2 separate regions of the Sus scrofa genome follow, and region 1 is linked to region 2. A link is a contact called in public Hi-C data. All regions are on one chromosome and are shown on one strand. The core of a region is the stretch at or near the end of the contact, and the rest is flanking DNA. Distances in the headings are between cores, read along the strand shown.

The links. A called contact is a pair of places that touch in the nucleus more often than the background predicts.
Region 1: a contact with region 2 is called in a Hi-C map of retroperitoneal adipose tissue, with 2.7 times the contacts expected there. A contact is called at or near these places in 4 of 5 promoter capture datasets (fetal liver, liver and skeletal muscle), 24 of 47 Hi-C or Micro-C datasets (adipocytes, alveolar macrophages, blood and 14 more) and 2 of 2 datasets of targeted methods (alveolar macrophages and skeletal muscle).

Annotation. Positions count from the first base shown.
Region 1 is chr5:57,747,639-57,752,329 of Sscrofa11.1, reverse strand. It overlaps WBP11 (WW domain-binding protein 11), which reads right to left and starts at 2,382. Exons shown (of 12, transcript XM_003481683.4): 1 at 2,179-2,382; 2 at 351-472. The coding sequence starts at 414. It overlaps SMCO3 (single-pass membrane and coiled-coil domain-containing protein 3), which reads right to left. Exons shown (of 2, transcript XM_003126459.4): 2 at 3,811-4,691.
Region 2 is chr5:57,549,269-57,553,527 of Sscrofa11.1, reverse strand. No RefSeq gene overlaps it. Among named protein-coding and RNA genes, the nearest start is that of PDE6H, 9.9 kb to the left of the region's middle.

The DNA.
Region 1 (4,691 bases), core at 1,133-3,632, 200 kb before region 2:
CCCAAGATGAATCAAGACATTGTTAAGTCCCTCAAAAAATAGCTATGATTCTGAAGAAAAAAGATGCCAAAAAATACTAAACAAAAACTTAAAAACAATTTGTTTAAAATCCCAAATACAAAAAGAAAGCTTTAAGCCAATTCTACTTTGAAAGTCAATCAAATTAGAAATACAGGTGCTACTTTTTTTGGTATGCTTAAAGTTTTAATCATGTGCCCAAGAGAACAATAGGTAATTTTATAACTGATACTTCCTAACACTGCTGATCTCTAAGGCTTAAAATAGACTTCCTAAACCTTGTGATTTTTACCACTTCTCCTCCTTATCATTTCACATTAATGGATACTTACTGGCTTGGTCTGTGGGGTTCATAAATTTTCCACTCTTGGTGGATGATGTTGATCTCCGTCCCATGTTGACAATTTGTACGGTTTACTTGTTTAAAAAAAAAAAAAGCCCAAAACCTAAAAACCTGTAAAGACAAAAAAAAAGAAACAAACAAAAAACCACACTGATTTTTCCTATATTTACAAAATTTCTTTTTATACTGATAAAATTTTCTTCCTACTAAACTCTGAAAAGAAACATTTCTTTGATTGAGACCTTATTCTTTCCCTAGTCTTGACTTTAGTGCCCAGGAAAGATAGTCTCAACTTCCCCAACAGATTCCTATTATTATTTACAAAGGTAATGAGCCTGAAGATCACTATGAATATCAGTTAGTCGTCAGTTAACTTTCTTCTATGGATCACAATACTGACTCATCAATAGAAAAAAAAAAATCAATCAGAAAACGCTTCAACAATATGACATGAACCATGTGCATGAGAAGCTATTAGTTCTTTTCCTATATCCTTCCTGTATTTATAGGCAGGGTGAAAAGGAATAAGAAGGGATGGTGTGTGTGTAAAACTGGGCTCAACGACAAATAGCTCACCCTTGCCTCTTTCATTGGTTTCCTGGCATGTTTTCCCAACACCTCTAAGACAGTAAAAACTCATTAATTTAAGCCTATTTAATGCAGATTTAGAATTCAGATATAATTCTTGACTCTCAAGCAGAAGCTTAAAACATAACTAAAAACACAAATATTCAAAATGAAAGTATATGAGAGCTTCTAAACACATAAACATCAAGATACATATTTTTCTTACTAATATCAACTTGACTTCTGATTTGTATTTTTTTAAGGTCACTGGAAGCGTTAATTGTGTTTGAGGGAAAATACTTTGTAAGTCAAAATTTTAATTAATTTAAGACACTATTACACTATTTCTTCCTGTTATTCCAAATGAATGAGGTTTAACTTTTTGATGCTTGCTCTTGAAAATAATAAAAGGTGGAAAAGAAATCATGAGGTACACTTTTTTAGCAGACCATGTAAGTCCCCCTTCCCTTCATGAAGGTTTTTTTCAGGCAAGTTTATTAGTTAATACCTCTTTCGGCAAGTGTTCAACTGCCTGGATTTCTGCTAAAAAGCTTCAAAACTGTTCCAGTAACAACTAATTCACCCTGTCAAGGGCTTCCTTCTCACAAAAACTGGGAGTGAGGGGCGAAAGGAAGCGGAAACAAGCAAAATTGGTGCAAATACAAGCTCTCGCATCTTTGATGGCTTTATCTTTTCTGCTTTCCTCTCTCAATTACCCTCAGGCTTAGGTGTTGACACTCCTCTCCCCAGCCTGAAGCCTAAAACAGGTACGAAGTACAGAGAATTTTTACAGAAGATGCTGGAGCCTGACTATGCACAAACTACTTTCCTGTCTAAAAGCAGAGGCGATAGAGACATCGGGTCACGGGCTGTTCAGCGGAACTCTCAACCTCCAAAGAGGCTTCAAAGGAACGGAGCCCAGGTCCAACAAGGGGCCAACAGTATTAGCAACTGCCGAAACCATAGCGACGGTTGACCCTGATTCCAGGTATAGACATCACATCAAACCTAAGGCAACCCGGTCAACGTCAGGAGGCTCCGCTGACCAACCCGGGAGAAGTCAGGCGCTTGACCGCCGGACGCTGCTCCGTTCCAGGCTCGGGGATCCCCTAGTTCCCGGTCTGGTAGACGCTAACCGCGAAAAGGAAAAGCGGGGGCACAGGGGCCTGGCGTTCCCGGGGCAACCGCGCGGGCCCCAGGAAGGGACCCGAAGGATGAAGAACCACAGGGGAACGATCCCGCACACTCACACCTCTGCTGGGCTCCTGGGGCTGTGAGAAGCGGGGAGGGGACGATTCTTGGCCTGTTTGACTTCGCAGAGGCCTTCACCTCTGCCTCTCGGTCAGCCACCCAGCCACCGCCATCTTGAAACCTCGCGCCCCTCCGCCATCCTTACGTCACTTCCTCTCCATACGGGCCGACAATCTCATCGTTTCGGCGCCCTGAAACCATAGAGAGTAACCGACAACTCCAGGACCAGAGTCTCTTCCGCTGGAGTACAGTACCGAATTGGTTGGTCGGGGCTGAGAGCCCGCCCTCATTACTCAGTGCAGTGCATGTTGATTGACACTCCTATAGCCCAGTTAAGAATAAGAAAATTAAGCGGGTGGGATATATGATTGGCTGATGCGACGACAGTCCTACCCTCAGGCATTCTGACCTAATTTCCGGGATCCGCATTTATTTCACCGCCTGAGGCGGGCGGAATCCGGATGGGGAAGTTTAGCGCCGTTTGTGTTACCGGGGATTGTGTTTCTGTAGTTTCTTTGATCATGACCAGCGCTTGCCGTCTTTTGAGAGTTTCTGTTTAAAAAAGAATCCCGGGCGTTCCTGTCGTGGCTCAGTGGTTAACGAATCCGAGTAGGAACCATGAGGTTGCGGGTTCGATCCCTGGCTTTGCTCAGTGGGTTAAGAATCCGGTGTTGCCGTGAGCGTGGTGTAGGTCACAGACGCGGCGCCGATCCCGCCTTGCTGTGGTTCTGGCGTAGGCTGGGCCGCTATAGCTCCGATCTCCCATTCGGAGCCTGGGAACCTCCATATGCCGCGGGAGCGGCCCAAGAAATGGCAAAAAAGACAAAAATAAATAAATAAAATGAAATAAAAAAGAATCCCCCAAGAACACTTCTTGCTGTGCTTGATGCACTTGCCTAACGTGGTGTGCGCCTGGAAATTCAGTAGTTTTTACACAGACCATTTGTAGACCTGAGCAAATCGGTGCCCATATCAGAGTCCCAGATTGCTGCAGGACTATTTTTCTTTGAAGAGGGAACGTGGGGTACATGTACAGTCAGTTTTAAGTTTACGAGTTGTGAGATTGATTTATGTCAGCTCTTTTCTGCTCTTTTCATTCACCAAAAATCCTTTATGATGTCACTGTGCTAACGGACTTAGTTCCTTAGGTCTAATCTCAGTCCTTTTCCTTCGCTTTTATGGGCTCTTTATCTGAGAGTCCTCCCATATCTTTTCCTTTTAAAGGTAAGTTTAAATATTTAAGAAAATATAAGGACACCTTGGTTATTTCTCCCCTTAATCTTTCCCTTATAGGGAAATGTTAACACAGGCCAAGTCTTATTATCGGTTATAAATATGCCAAAATCTTGACGGAGGTATATAATTAACTTTTAGAGAGTATTTAAATAGGCATTTAACCTGTAAAGTCGGTCCCTTATCTAAAGGAACTCTTGCTTTAGAAAACACTTGATTTGGTTTTAGTCTGAATTTTGAGTCCCAGAAGAACAGTTAGTTACAAGATACATGTTTATAAATCAGGTAAAAAACATGAGATAAAACTTAATTTTGAAGGTGAACTAAATTGTGATATTTTGCAACTAATTTAAAAAAGCAGTGACAGAAGAGAAAGAACACGAAGAGTACACTTGAAAAACTATTTCATCTGGCTTTAATTTTTGAGGTATGTTGAACTTTTAAAATTACACAAGACATTTCTTGTACTTCAATGCAAGAATCAAGTATAACAAACACACTCTTGCATCAATAACTTTTAAAATAATTTTGTAAGTCTCAACGGGGGAGTTATTGGCATCTGCAGAAATTCACTCGAACCATTAAGCCTCCATAGCCTTGGATTTTCCTGAAATTAGGTAATGAAATGGATCACCTGAAGTTTTATAGAGCAAGGGAAGCTTCTTCCTTTTTGCTAGTATTGAAAATGAAGTTTCATTTTTCTGAAAACTCAAATAATAAATTACAAGTTTCCTGTAAATGACAAATTCTTAAAAGAGTAGCAAGTTCCTCTCCTGCACCCTAAATTCTCCCTCTCTCTCTATAAACGCCATGTATACATATACACACACATTTATGTACATGCATATAGTATATGTGTGTGGAAAAAAATATATATATGGTTTTCTTGTTTTTTAAATATTACAGAGTGTGTAAATACTCACTTGAGGTGTATTTAATCATCACATCACAGATGGTCAGGGTTGATTGCAATTAGAGAAATAACTTTTTCTTTTATACTTTTGTCTTTTAAAAATTCATCCAGATTACAGTGTGTAGTTAGGAGACGTTTACAGAACTCTTGGCTCCTTTTATCATCGAAGTCAGTTGTTACAAACCATATTTCGATCTCTTCCAGTTTACAGAAAAATGAATTTAAATTGATGGCCAAAATTACGGTAGTATTTCTATTCCATCTGAAGGCCCAGGGTTTGTGTGTTTAGGCAGAAGTTGTTAAGCACGTCCCTTAGAACTAAATGATGTCTGAAGCTAGTGGTAGAAATGAAAGTCTATGCATTCG
Region 2 (4,259 bases), core at 1,743-4,242:
AAGTAAAAGAAACACATCCAATGAGAAGTCAGATGTGTTCTTCCCTATTACACTTAGCAGAAAAAATAAAAAAGTGTAACAGAAAAAGGGAGGTATCAATTCAGAAGTGAAACCATGACATGCAAGGAGTGTAGGGGTAAGAATGCTTCCTCTCCAGCAGGAACCTCTGCCTCCACCCACGCGCCTGGTTTCAAGCAGCTGTTCCGTTTGACAGCTGTTCTTTAGGTCTGCCCTTGCTTGTCCCAACGGAAGGGTGTGCCTTTCTCTTAAGGACACCCATGCTCTTCTCCAGCTGAGAGACACTGGGCTTACTTTGCAAATATTTCTCTAAATGTGAGGCAATAATACGCAATAGTAATAACTGGACACAAGAGAATGCATCCAAAGGAGCATAGCCAATGGCCAGGATGGAGAAAGATCTAGAAACCAGGCTATGTGAACTGTGGAAGGAATGCATGATATTTAGTCTGGAAGAGAAAATGATCATTGCCAGCAAATTTTTGAGAAGTTGTAATGAACAGGAGGAAGCAGACCTCTTTCATGTAGCATTCTAGTACTTGGTGGTAGCTAAAATAGGTATAATTTATTTCTCTTTTCTAGTTTTTAAAAAAATAAATTAATTCATTTATTTTTTCTTTTTAGGGCCATACCTGTGGTATATGGAAATTCCCAGGCTAGGGGTTGAATCGGAGCTGGAACTGCCAGCCTACATCACAGCCACAGCAACACAGGACCCAAGCCACATCTGTGACCTACACTGAAGCTTGTGGCAATGCCAGATCCTTAACCCACTGAGCAAGGCCAGGGATTGAACCTGTATCCTCATGGATGCTAGTCGTGTTCCTAAGCAAATGAGTCACAGTGGGAACTCTTACCTTTTCCAGTTTTATTGAAATATAAGTGACATTCAGCACTATGTAAGTTTCAGGTATACAGCATTCAGATTTGACTTACATACATCATGAAATGATTACCTCAGTAAGTTTGGTGAATAGCCATCACCTCATATAGATAGAAAATTAAAGAAATAGAAAAAAATGCTTTTCTTGTGATGAGAACACAGAATTTACTCTCTTAACTTTCATACATATCAAACAGCGGCATTAATTTACCATATTGTACATAATATCCCTCGTACTAATTTAGCTTTTGCCGCAAGTTGGTACCTTTTCACCACCTTCATCCATTTCACTCTCCCCAACCACAAACCTGAGCTATTTTTTCTACAAGTTTATTTGCTTGTTGGCTTGATTTTGAAGTATATTTGACCTATGACACTACATTACACAACATGGTATAGAATAGATATAATTTGAAGCTCATTCAAACTCTAGAATTTCTTTTTTCCTATTCCTAAATTCCAATTCTTTCTCTTCTATTATTTTTACTCAGAATTAAGACAGCCCTTATTACATAAACAGCATCCATGAAAGAGACAAAGGTAGATTATGGTCCCCATCAAAATCCTGGAAGCAGAGATCCCATACTCAGGGTTATCGAGGAAGTTTTAACAAAGGGAATTTTTACAAAGGCATGGGAAGGGTTGAGGAGAACCTACAAAGGATTGCAAGGATAACTTGAGTATAGCAAGAATGTAGATCAATCAACTTAGATCCAGTGGAACCCCAGTAGGTCAGCTCCAAGAAGGGGCCCCCCTGAGAGGGTGCTGGCCTTCAGCAGAGATACACAGCCAACCCACAGAGGATAGTCAGGAGGGGCATGGATGAGGCTAATCAATACTCCCCCAATGTTCTCCCACTCTCTCCTCTTCCGTTGATGCCTCCCATTGGATAAACCCAACCGGAAGTTGGAAGGCAAAGAAGCCCATTGATGCGGTCAGTAGGGTTTATCCGCAACACCAAAGATCAGGGAGACGGAGGTGGAGAGTGGATGTGAAGGGGCAAACTGGAAACATCTGGCATAGCAACAGTGTGAGAATTAACATATGCCTTTTCCATCAAAGGAAGTCTTGGTTACTCCATTTTGTTCCTGCTTTGTCTGAGACACCCTCCTCCACCCCCCTCTTTCCCAACTTGTTTCAAATTAGCCAACCGAGAAGAATGTGCGCCCTGACCTGACAATGGGAAGGGGACAGGTATGCCACCTGCCTTAGGGGTAAATGGGAGGGGTCTTCCCTCTATGGCATGCTTTGTGGGCACTCACGCCCTTCTGCAGAAGTAAAGAGCCTTGTGGAGATCTCCCCGTGTTCATGTGTCTCAGTTTCGAGCACTGATGATCCGAGCCAGAATGACTTTTCCCCAACAACAGTTTCAAAGAGCAGACACAGTTCGTTAGCCAGTGGTCTTCGCTCAGAGCTGGGAAATAGCATGGGTGTATTTAAAACCTCCAAAAGGAGGTGCTAAGGTAAACCCCAGAAGTGGAGGATGCGCAATGTTAAAAGGGAAGAATAAATAGGAAGAACACCATAGACGAAAGGGAACAATTGCAGAAGGGAATTGTTTTTTGAAATCTTTTGAAATCTTCCTCACACTTTCCACTGAGAATCTCTTGTGAAAAAACATACAAAATGTGGGCTCCACCCAGGTTTTCTGAATCAAGGAAAAGATCTTGGAATCAGTATTTTTAATGAGTCCCCACTGATTCTTATATTCGCGCCAGCTTGAAAACACGGGATGTAGTTCAAGCCTACATTTTAAACCTTGGGAATCAGCTACTTCTTAACCTGTTGCCACCCGGTGACCGATTTAACTGGTTTTGCTTGCCCCCATTAAAGTATGTAATCCATGGGAGAACAGGGGCTGACATTCATGTGTTCTGACACTCCCTGTAAAAGAGACATTGCCTCCCTCCTCCACACCTAACCTAATTAAATGCTTCTTCAGTTGCAGAGAGTGTCAGGGAGTTCAGCATCTAAGTGTGGGACTGATTCCAAGAAGCGAGGGCCAAATAGGCACCATTATTCTTGGGGCTGACCTCTTACCATTTCCCTCCCTCATAATAGCACCGTCACTCCCTGTCCTCATCTGCCTCCTCATCTGCAGGAGCGGGGGAACCAAGGAGCGAGGGAGCCTCTTCTGGGCAGATGGAGGCAATGACCTGCCTTTATCCTCCTCCCCTTTCCTGTTTGTTTGCATAGGTGGGTAGGAGTTGGGGGTGATGATGCTTATGATGTAGGCTCCTAGCCGCACAGTCAGAGCAGAAAAACAGTATGAAAGGAGAAAATGCTCCTCTGGTGTGCACACCTGAGGCAAACAGACATAATAGCTATGACGCAACTGCCACTGTGCCATCGACCTTGATTATGAGAAAAGCAAGAATCACCATATACTGAGGAAAGGAGAGCATGTTCTCAACAACCAGAGCTGTGATGGGAAAAGATACACAGACAAGAGTAATCAATAGATCCAATATTCAGTGCAAAAGGAAAAATAATCACGCCAGACTGAATCACAGAAAAATGAATATTATGAGAACTAAGCAAATAAGACACGGAATTATTCCTTATTTTATAGCAATTATTTATTTATTTATTTATTTATTATAGCTGGTTTGCAGTGTTCTGTCAATTTTCTGCTATACAGCATGGTGACCCAGTTACACATGCAAGTATACAATCTTTTTTCTCACATTATCATGCTCCATCACACATGACTAGACATAGTTCCCAGTACTATGAATTATTTCAAAGAGAGAAACAGAAGAAGGCTTATGTTTTATAACAGGCTAAATGGGAAACTTATACAGGTCACAAAATCATGTGTTTGTATAAACTGGCATGTGCTTTTTGCAACTTGAACTGCTTGGCTTTCTCCATACTTCACCAGGACAGGATCAGGCTGCTGAATATTGAAATTTAAAAGCAAGAATTGGAGTTCCCATTGTGGCGCAGTGGTTAACGAATCTGACTAGGAACCATGAGGCTGCAGGTTCGATCCCTGGCCTTGCTCAGTAGGTTAAGGATCTGGCGTTGCTGTGAGCTGTAGTGTAGGTCACAGATGCAGCTCGGATTCTGCGTTGCTGTGGCTCTGGTGTAGGCTGGTGGCTACAGCTCCGATTGGACCCCTAGCCTGGAAACCTCCATATGCCGAGGGAGCGGCCCTAGAAAAGATAGATAAATAAATAAATAAAAGCAAGAATCACGTGGACAGTTGTCCACACCAGTCCCACCATCTCCTTGGGGCAAAACAGTCAGGAGGCCTGGGTTCTGCCCGTTTCTGCTATACAGCACCGGCTAGACAAACAGCTAATTCAGTTGTCCTCTTTGGGCTCAAGGTTTGAGAATTAAAGCAATGATACTG